Regions from separate parts of the Canis lupus genome. Here region 1 is linked to region 2. The links are chromatin contacts, called in public Hi-C maps. All regions are on one chromosome and are shown on one strand. The core of a region is the stretch at or near the end of the contact, and the rest is flanking DNA. Distances in the headings are between cores, read along the strand shown. Region 1 overlaps HSF2BP (heat shock factor 2-binding protein). Region 2 holds the start of SIK1 (serine/threonine-protein kinase SIK1).

The links. A called contact is a pair of places that touch in the nucleus more often than the background predicts.
Region 1: a Hi-C map of blood shows a contact between it and region 2, with 5 times the contacts expected there. The contact joins the enhancer-like site here to the promoter of SIK1 in region 2. A contact is called at or near these places in 2 of 9 Hi-C or Micro-C datasets (amygdala and blood).

The regions. Positions count from the first base shown.
Region 1 is chr31:37,514,245-37,519,162 of UU_Cfam_GSD_1.0, forward strand. HSF2BP (heat shock factor 2-binding protein) reads right to left here. Exons shown (of 9, transcript XM_038581595.1): 4 at 2,757-2,860. Among named protein-coding and RNA genes, the nearest start is that of HSF2BP, 17 kb to the right of the region's middle. Within about 2 kb of position 3,282, at least 5 of the 20 cell types and tissues checked have an H3K27ac peak or open chromatin away from gene starts, as enhancers often do. A contact at or near this core is called in blood, where this site is marked.
Region 2 is chr31:37,353,527-37,358,635 of UU_Cfam_GSD_1.0, forward strand. It overlaps SIK1 (serine/threonine-protein kinase SIK1), which reads right to left and starts at 2,938. Exons shown (of 15, transcript XM_038581592.1): 1 at 2,886-2,938; 2 at 1,608-1,778; 3 at 1,137-1,253. The coding sequence starts at 1,763. It overlaps LOC111093457 (a long non-coding RNA gene), which reads left to right and starts at 3,507. Exons shown (of 2, transcript XR_005382452.1): 1 at 3,507-3,632; 2 at 4,651-5,109.

The sequences.
Region 1 (4,918 bases), core at 2,032-4,531, 160 kb after region 2:
TCCCCTGATCTGATTCCACCACTGCTGGGGAAACATCTCAACTAAGCAGAGAACCAAGCTTTCCTTGCCCGATGGCCATTCTCCCGGGGTTCGGGGTGGCTGCTCATCCAGCACAGTTATTTATGATTTTGAGTCCACACTTTGTTTTCTCCTTTCTTCATACGTACTGGATCCAGTAACTTCTGTCTTTCCCAATGACTTCTACGCATACTGTAGTACTTACTAGCAGTGCTCTAATTTGGGATCTAGCCCCTGCATTCTTTCCTGGTTTCTCAAGTCTAAAATAAGCCTCCAGAGTCCAGCCTCATGAGCTGTAGAGATCTGGACGGAGACCACAGAAAAGGCTACGGAAAAGGCAGCTGTCAGTTCTCTACAACAAGAAGAGATGTGGCCTTGTAACAGCAGACTTGAAAGGGCTCCCATCGGTATTAAATTGGCAGGACAATTAAACAGGAAACGTGACTGGAAATAGGAAATAGTTTAACCTAAAATATTCCCACATTTTAACTAAGGTCAAATTGTCAGGGCAAAAACACACTACCGATCTGACACTAACTTCACCAGGGCCATTTCATCCTCTATACGGGCACTTTACCAGAATGGCTTATTTTTTTTAGATTTTATTTATTAGTGAGTGAGTAAGGGGGGAGGGACAGCAAAAGGGAGAGAGATGAATCTCAAGCAGACTCCACGCTGAGCAGGGAGCCTGACGCAGGGCTCAGTCGCACGACCCTGAGATCACAACCTGAGCCAAAATCACGGGTCAGATACTCAACTCACTGAGCCACCCAAGTACCCCATGAATGGTGCATTTTTAAGCACTGCCTCTAAAATGTCCACAAAACATGCATTTTTCCTATGTTTATCTACTAAAAAAAAAAAAAAAGGAAATCTAAGATTCTGTCCAATTAAGTTTTAACCTTAACAAGGACATCTCAGCAAATTCAGGAAGTACAGAACCTAACAAGTGCATTGTCAACTTTTATCAGATCCTTCCTGTCTGTTGGTCAACTTCTTTCAGACCATGAAACTTTCAGGCCCAAATTAGCCACCGTCATCTTAAATTATTGTGATCTAAACATACGACAAAGCTAAAATTTCAACTTTGATTATGTGACTGACACTCAACCTAACTCAGTTTTGAGACCGAAACTCTTTCCCTGACCTTTCCTTCTTGTTCAATGTTAAAGTCCATACAAAACCCACCAGTTCTGGAAAACCTCCATAGCAGCCACAAATATTCAGAATTCTTTCACATGAGGCAGCAGTGGACCTGTGACCAGCTACCTAACCTCCTTGAGGCTAACAGTGCCTACTGACTCTGCTGTGCTAGGAGACGCACAAGAGATATTCGATGCACAGCCAGTGGCTGGCCACCTGCCAGCACACAGGAAACAACAGATACTAGCTACTGTTACTAGTACTGTTAGTGTTTTTCTACTTTAAAATAAAAAATACACACACCCTGACTTTTATCAGAAGTGATAGGATAGTTCTAGCTTTACAGAAGAGAAGGGGAAATCATTTATTCTATAGAAAAACAATGTGTAATTTTTTTAAAGATTTATTTATTTATTTATTCATGATAGACACACACACAGAGAGAGAGAGAGGCAGAGACACAGGCAGAGGGAGAAACAGGCTCCACGCAGGGAGCCCGACGAGGGACTCGATCCCGGGACTCCAGGACCGCGCCCTGGGCCAAAGGCAGGCACCAAACCACTGAGCCACCCAGGGATCCCCAAGAATGTGTAATTTTTAAGAAATACTATTAGTCTCGTCAAATATTAAAACACATTAGTTGTTTCTTAAAGATTAGTAAATGATCCCCTAGGTTTATTACAAATATTTCCAGTTAATACATCTCTGATTATAAATTATTAAGTACATTTTTCAGAATTCTTATTATTCTATGATTTTTAATGTTCTGAAGTGATCTTTTAGACATAAAAATTAGAGTCATCTGTGTGGCTAAGTTGGTTGAGTGTCCAAGTCTTGATTTTGGCTCGGGTCATGAACTCTGGGGCCTTGAGAAAGAGCCCTGCATCTGGCTCCATGCTCAGTGAGGAGTCTGCTTCTCTCTTTCTCTCTTTCACTCTGCCCCACCCTTCCCTCCTCACCCCCTGGCCCCCCACTAAGGCACATGTGAGTACTCTGTCAAATAGATAAATATTTTAAAAAATTTTTTAAGCTGGGGCACCTGGGTGGCTCAGTGGTTGAGCATCTGCCTTCAGCTCAGGTCATGATCCCAGCTTCTTCCTCTGTCTCTGTCTCTGTCTCTGCCTCTCTGTCTCTCATGAAAAAATAAAATCTTAAAAAAAAAAAACTTTTTTTAAAGTTAACAGGAAGTCATAATTACAAGCCTACCCAGTAAATATTCTCCACATTAAATGGTCATAAAATCCAAATGTTCGACTATTTTCCAGCCCTTATTATTTTTTAAGATTTATTTTAGAAAGCGCACATGTATGCACACGCACAAGAACACCAGGAGGGGGAGGGGCAAGGGGAGAAGGAGAATCTCAAGCAAACTCCCCACTGAGTATGGAGCCCAACGCAGGGCTCAATCTCAGGACCCTGAAATTGTGACCTGAGCTGAAATCAAGAGTTCGACACTTACTGACTGAGCCACCCAGGCGCCCCCAGAATTACATACATTTTAAAATACAATCTCTTGAGGCTTAAGGGCTAGGAGGGCTGCCGGCCACTCGGCTCTGTCGGGGAGCAGCCCGGACACTGGTGTGCTAGCATCGTACCTTCTTGTCTCTCATGCTGTCAGCCTGCACGGTCTCTAGGCGGGCTTTGAAGTGCTCACAATCCATTCTCAGTTGCTCTAACTCTTGCTCTTTCCTTTCCAGGTCTAGAAGAAGAGAGACACAACAACACTCAGCATTTCAGACCATTAATGTCCTCTAAGAATCCAATGAGCCAAATCTCTCAAGAAAATGGGCATGGGCTGCTCAGGTGTGATTATTCACAGAACCAGTCCTTCAATGACCAATATTCTAAAAGTTCTGCTTTTCAGGTTTTTGCCAGTTTTTAGCCCATACCCAAAAGCACTTTTCTTGTTGTTGTTTTCAGTCTTATGTTTTTAAGCCCTGATTTTACTGCCAAACTCGTACTGGAGGCTCTAAGAAAGTGGGTTACGTAAGGGACTGACGGCAGGGCTGAGAAACCCGACTGTCTCGTGGCACAGACTTGTATCTGCTCCATAAAAAGCAGAAGGCAGCTCGGTGAGTAGACGGTGCCAGCCAGGGCTGATTCACAGTGCTCGTCTCACCAACTGGCAGACTGACTCAGGAGGAAGAGCCGCAGCGGCCGTCAATGGAGGGGCGGAAGCAACGGTGATCAGACAAGAGAAGGCCGCGGTGAAGGCGGGCAACCGTGGCAACTCCCCACCACGTTCATTTAGGTGGTGATTCAAATAGCCAACAAAATCCCCAAAACATCCACGTTAGTAAGTCTGGAATCACAGGTATGGTCAACTTTAAAGAAAAGATATTATGGTGCAGAAATACTGACATTTAAAAAGCAAAGTAATGAAGTGCCTTGACCTCAGGAACTAAGAAATCATCAGTGTCTATGCTAACACGCACCCAGATGTGAGGTGGCACACGGCACTCAGAGCTAATGCAGCAGTGCTTGTGGACACTGACTCCCAAATGTTAGTCCGCCAGTATCCCCTACAGGGCTGGGTCAACACAGGCTGCACCCGCCCCCCCCACCCCCGCCAGCGTCAGTCAGAGTCTCCGATTCAGTAGGCCTGAGGTGGGCCTGAAGAATCTGCCCTTCCAGCAAGCTCGCAGGTGAGGCAGATGCTGCTGGTCCGGGAATAGACTCTGAGAAAGACGGCTTCAGGACAACAGCCTGGTCTCTGGCCATTAACAAAATGAAAACAACACACAACCAGTGAGAGCCAGTGAGGGAGCCCAGCCACAGGAACCTGGGGACAGAAACAGCAGGTGGTGGGAGGCAGCAGCCAGCGGCCTGAAAACTGGTGCCCCCCTCCACCTGGGGAGGAGACGGCAGGACAGCACTCCCTCCAGGGAAGTGTGGACAAGCCCAGGGGGTGGCTTGGTGGCCCTGGGCTCTGAGAAGGCAGGGGACTGCCAAGGACAGCAGGGGCATCCCCAAAGCGTGGGAGAAATGAAGGGAGTCAGCAGTTTCCAGGCACCCTTTGCCCTAGAGGGAAGATTAGCACCTAAAGCCAAATATTCGGTTACAGATTATGAAACTGGCTGGCACAACTTGTCTTAAACGGCGTTTCTCAGAAACCATGTAAAGTGGGACTATTTTTTCTAGCTCAAATCAGTTCTCCTCTCTGCCCCCTCCTCCTACAATGCATCACGCCACAACAGGACTCTCCTGGAAGTCTGTGCTCTACGCTGCAAATCCTGGCCACCCAAGAAATCAACTGTCAGTCAAGTGCTAGGCTCTAGAAGCTACACAGTTGCCTTCTGTGACAGTGTTAAATGAAAACTTATGTCATTTATAATTATGAATGAACTATGAAATGCATATGCTCATAAAAAGAAACAAAATGAAAAGAACTAAAATAAATCAGTGGTACAAACTTTTTCTTCGCAGTTCACTCTTAAATTTTCTTGTATCATCAAGCTGTACGTCACTCAAAGGTGGCAAAGATAGAAAATTACATCTCTACAAGCCTTACCACGTATAAACACACATGGGAATTCATCCTGGCCCCACAGATTTTCCTTAGGGTAACCTCACAGTCTCTGGCCCTGTGTAGCCGTACATCCATAGGCTACCATAACAAGGGGACGGGGTCAAACGTTCCACTCTCCCACGGGCACCCCACAGAATTCAAAGTCAGCATGGGCGGGGCGGGGGCGGGGGGGGGGGATGCCACACCTGCCTACCCGGGCACCTGGAGGTGGCAGGTGCCTTTCAGCTG
Region 2 (5,109 bases), core at 1,688-4,187:
AGGGTTCAGCCCACTCCTGCGGAAACAGGCCAGGCACATTTCTCAGACGCTGACATCAGTGACCATGAGGAAACCTCTTATCAAAGCAGCACAACTGAAAAATGACACAGAAACAAAACACAAGCCGGGTGGATGGTGACGGGAGCGCCGCACTTAATGACTCTGAGTAAACTGTCATTCAGGGGGACACAAGCTCGGGTGACGCTGCTTCCGTGGCATAGTTTCTATTCTGATTCCTCTCCTATCACACTGGACATCCAGGCTTGCCAACTGGACACGCGTGTGCACACACACACACACACGGGGCCATATTCATCCCAGATTCAAGGCCTCCATGACCAACACCGAAAGGAACTTAACAGCCAACACAACTGGATGGGACACTACTGAGGACGTGCAAGGAACTCCTCCTCTGCGAGCAGGCCCCCCTCACCTGCACCAGCGGGCGGCTGCCAACGAGACCGCTCGGCTTTGCTGTCCTAATTCAATCAACGCCCATACTCCAAAGCTATAATGTATTAGTTTCAACACGATAACAAAAATAAAGTCACAGAACAAACCAACAGGCGGGACAGGGTGAGGCATGTTCTTAATGTGGATTAAATGTCAAGTTCCCCACTTTCACCACGGCGAAGGTATTTTCATCTCTCCAGTCTCTGATGGGAGAGTTTAAATGGGAAGATGAGTGCTCAATGCTGCCGTTGCAAGTTTACAGAAGCCGGTAAGAGCAGCCAGTTTTAAAGTTTAATAATTATCTCCAAAGGCGGAAGTGTCTCGTTGCACTAAAATCTGTCCTTCTCCGCTAAATGTTTGACTTGTGGCAATACATTGATCTGGTTAGTTGTTTTCATAGTAAACTAAATGTAAACAACCAACCTCTACGCATCTAAAACCGGAATGAATGACAAGACTAAATAAAATTCTAATGAGGCAAATCTCAGTTACGACCCAAAAGCAAGAAAATAATTGGAAATACATCTGAAGAGCTCACAAAAATCGATCTATTTACCCTACACAACCAGCTCCCAGACTGCCACATGTAGCCAAAGAGGAGCAAGATTGAGAAACTGCAGACTTATTCTTGAAACTAATGCACTTGCCGGACATAACAGCAAAAGGCAAACTGGAGTCCTTACCTGATAAAGCTTTATGATATGAGGATGATTCAGAAGCTTCATGATCTGAACCTCACGATATATTTTCTCCAAATTGCTTGAATCTAATCGGGTTTTATCAATTATTTTTATTGCAACCTACAATTTAAAAGAAAGGATATTTAAAAAAAAAACAACCTTCTATTTATATGTTATGTATTTTGCAGCTTAATCTCAAAAACACTTTATGTCCCCAAAGGGTCACCAAAAGTTGGGGGGGGGGGGAATAAGGAATAACCAAAGTAACCATTAATAGTGTTTAAACGGGCAGGGCAACCCTGGGTTATCTGGTCATTACTGTCTGCTGTCCCCTAATACCTATACAAATCACTCAGAATCATAATCTAAAGCATCTTCTCTTTGTGGAACTGTCAGCGCTGAGACACCCCACATGAACCCCAAGGACAGGGACTCTGCGAGCGGCCCCCAGGATGCTCTCCCCCCCCCACGCACCTGGGTTTTGGTGACTCGATGGCGGGCCAGCTTCACCACCGCGAAGTTGCCCTTGCCCAGGGTCCGCTCCACGTCGTAGAAGCCCACCCGCAGGGGCTTCTGCTGGCCCGGGCCGGAGCCCGCGGGGGCCGCGCTCAACTCGGACATGATCACCATGGCTCCGCGCTGCACCTGCGGGCCACGGGCGCTCAGCGCGGACCCCGACCCAGCCCTGCCCCGGCCCCGCCCTCTGCTACGCCCCGCCCCGACGCCCGGGCCGCTCCACTCCGTCCCCAAGACCCCCGGCACCACCCCCGCCCGCCGCCCGCGGTCGGCTCCATCCCGAGCTCCAAGACCCCCGGCCCCGCGGGGGACCCGGACCCACCCCCGCCCGCCGCCCGCGGTCGGCTCCATCCCGACCCCCGATCCCCTAACCTCTTGGGGGACCCGGACCCACCCCCGCCCGCCGCCCGCGGTCGGCTCCATCCCGACCCCCGATCCCCTAACCTCTTGGGGGACCCGGACCCACCCCCGCCCGCCGCCCGCGGTCGGCTCCATCCCGAGCTCCAAGACCCCCGGCCCCGCGGGGGACCCGGACCCACCCCCGCCCGCCGCCCGCGGTCGGCTCCATCCCGACCCCCGATCCCCTAACCTCTTGGGGGACCCGGACCCACCCCGCCCGCCGCCCGCGGTCGGCTCCATCCCGAGCTCCAAGACCCCCGGCCCCGCGGGGCGCCCCGACCCACCCCCCGCCCGCCGCCCGCGGTCCGCCCCATCCCGAGCCCGATCCCCCAGCCCGGCGGGGCGCCCGGATCCCCCCGCCCGCCGCCCGCGGTCGGCTCCATCCCAACCCCGGAGCCCCCGGCCCCGCGGGGGACCCGGGCCCAACCCCGCCCGACGCCCGCGGTCGGCTCCCCCATCCCGGACCCCCGAGCCCCCCGGCCCCGCGGGAGACCCGGAACCCCCCCGCCCGCCCGCCCGCGGTCGGCGCCATCCCGACCACGAGGCCCCCGGCCCCGCGGAGACCCGGACCCCCCTCCCCAGCCCGCCTTTTTGCCCGCGGTCGGCTCCATCCCCCGGCAGCCCCCGTGGGCCGCTGAACCCGCTCCCGCGCCCCCCCGCCCGCAGCCCAACAAAGGGGAGCCCAGCGGCGGCGGGGCGGGAGGCGTCCGGGTCCGCGAGCCCCGCGCCGCCCCTACGGGCCCGGAGCCCGGCACGCGGCGGCGGGAACCAGAGCCCGGAGCCCCGGCCCCGCCGCCCGAGCGCACACTCGGCCGCTCCCGCCCGCGCGAGCCTCACCTCCGCCGCCCCGCGAGCGCCGAGGCCGCGCCGCCGCTGTCCCCGCGGCCCCCGCCGCCCCGCTCGGCCGCTCGCGCTGCTCGGGCGCCTGCTGCTCGGCCGCCTGCTGCTCGGTCCGACGCCGCCGCCGCCGCCGCCGCCGCCCGGGCCGCGCCGCATGTCAGCTCTGGGGCCGCGCCGCGCGCTCGGGCCGCACGCGCCGCCCGCCGCCCGCCCCGCCCCGGCCCGCCCCGGCCCCGCCCCGGCCCCGCCCAGGCCCCGCCCAGGCCCCGCCCCCGCCGCCCAGGCCCCGCCCCCCGCCGCCGCCGCCGCCGGAGCGCTACAGCCCCATTGACGTCGCTTTGACGCCAGAGCGACGCGCGGCCGCGGGCCAGGCGCAGGGAGAGCGGGAGATCGGGCCGTTGCCAAGAGACCGGCGGCTCTGACGCGCGCGCTGATGGGGCCGTCGCCCTGGCGACCGCGGGGCGGTGACGTCAGGGGCGCCGGCCGCCCGAGGCCCGCCGAGGCCTGCCCTCCGCCCGCGCCGCGGCCCCGCCGGCGAGCGCCCCCTACCGGGCACGGCGGGCGCGGGGCCTCGGGCTCCCGGTCCTCCCGCAGCGCGCTCCTCCGCCCTCGCGCCGCGCCCCGCTCGCGCTCTCCCGCGGGGCCGGCTCCCGGGGCGGCCCCCGAGCCCCAGCAAGCGCAGCAGCGCGGCGGCTGCGTCCCCTTCGGAGCCCGCGCGATCGGGGGACCCGGTTTCCATCGGAGGTGCTCGGCCCTGGGCGCGTCTGTTGGGGGAAGGAGCAGGTGGCGCCCGGGGAAGCTCGCAGACTCCGGAGGGGGCCCCGCGGGGTGCCGGGGCGCTGGGCAGCTGCGGGCCTGCAGGACCTGCGATTCCTTTTCTTCTGCACGAGTCTCCATTGTTCAGCTGGCGACAACTGAGACAGGGAACGCTCAGCATCCCCGGCCCACCTGCCACTGCCGACCCACCCCACACCCCGCGGGGGGCCGCGGGCTGGGAGGGGGGAGCCGTGAGAGGGATGGGATCGCGGCCCGGGCCCTCCCGCGGCGCGCCGGGGCGTGGTCCGGCTCGCCCTGCCCTTTCTGGGTCACCTCTGCAGGTCAGGACCTCGGGATGAGATGCGGGGGACGCTGTCAGGGAATCCTCGGGCTCTGCTTTGATGAACAGCAGGATGGGGGGGAGGCCGCCTCCTGTGCTGCAGGTGGGAGTGGGGCGTTCAGGTTCTTGGGACCCGCCGTGGGAAAGCCAGTTAGCAACCCCATCAAGTGAGGCGGTCATCTGGCAGGTGGCCCAGTGCTGTGTATGCAGACAGGGAAGGACTCTGCTCCTGGGGCTGGGGGGGCCCCGCCCCAGAGGCCACAGGAGGACTTCCTCTTTGCCAGCACTGCACACTTTGCAGGCCCTGTGGGTGGTGACTCCAGGGGGGCCGCTTGCTTCCCCAGAGCTGCAGGGGAGCAGTCCTGTGTGGGTCTGCACTGGTGCACCCCCCCCCCCCCCCCGGTAGCCCACAGCCTGTCCCTAGTAAAGGGGAGGCTGGACAGGCCGACGGCAGCACTGGGTGACCACCTCCATGGTACTGCTGCTCACTTCGTCCCCCCTTTACGCCTCTGCACAAAACAGAATGTTCTCTAAGGGAAGACAGAGGCTACGGGCGAATGGTACCTTTTGAACGTCAGGCGTTAGGAGGGCAGGGGTGTGGGGTTTAAATTCTGCATCTCGCCTGGAATCATTCTGCCTCGTGTTAAAGGAAATACTACTTCACAGGAGGGGCTGGGGAGCAAGAGTTAAGATGGATGCAGAACCCACAAGCGGTCTTCCGGAGGCTTCCATGTGTGGGCGGTCGCCTGGAGACGTGGCCGGCCTGGCAAGGGTACCATGGAGGACTCGGACGTGCTTCTCCTGATGCACCGTCATCAGCCAGACCAGAGTTCCCCGTCGCCCCCTCCCTGGGCTGTTGCTGGCGGCTCAGTTTGTTTCTTGAAAGGCCTCTCGAGGGCACCAGGAACGCCAGAGTTTTCCTGTCTTTCAAAGGTGCGCTCATTATCTGTCCTGGGTTTATCCACCAAGAATCTGGAGTATTTTTACTTTCTGATTCGTTTACAGCGGCTTTTCTTCCCTTCCGCGGGTCCCCCTAACCTGCTCCTCCGGGAGCGAGACACAGAGAGAGGAAACCAGGGCCCTGGGTGCACTCACCTGCTGCCCCTCATTCTGTGACCTCAGGAC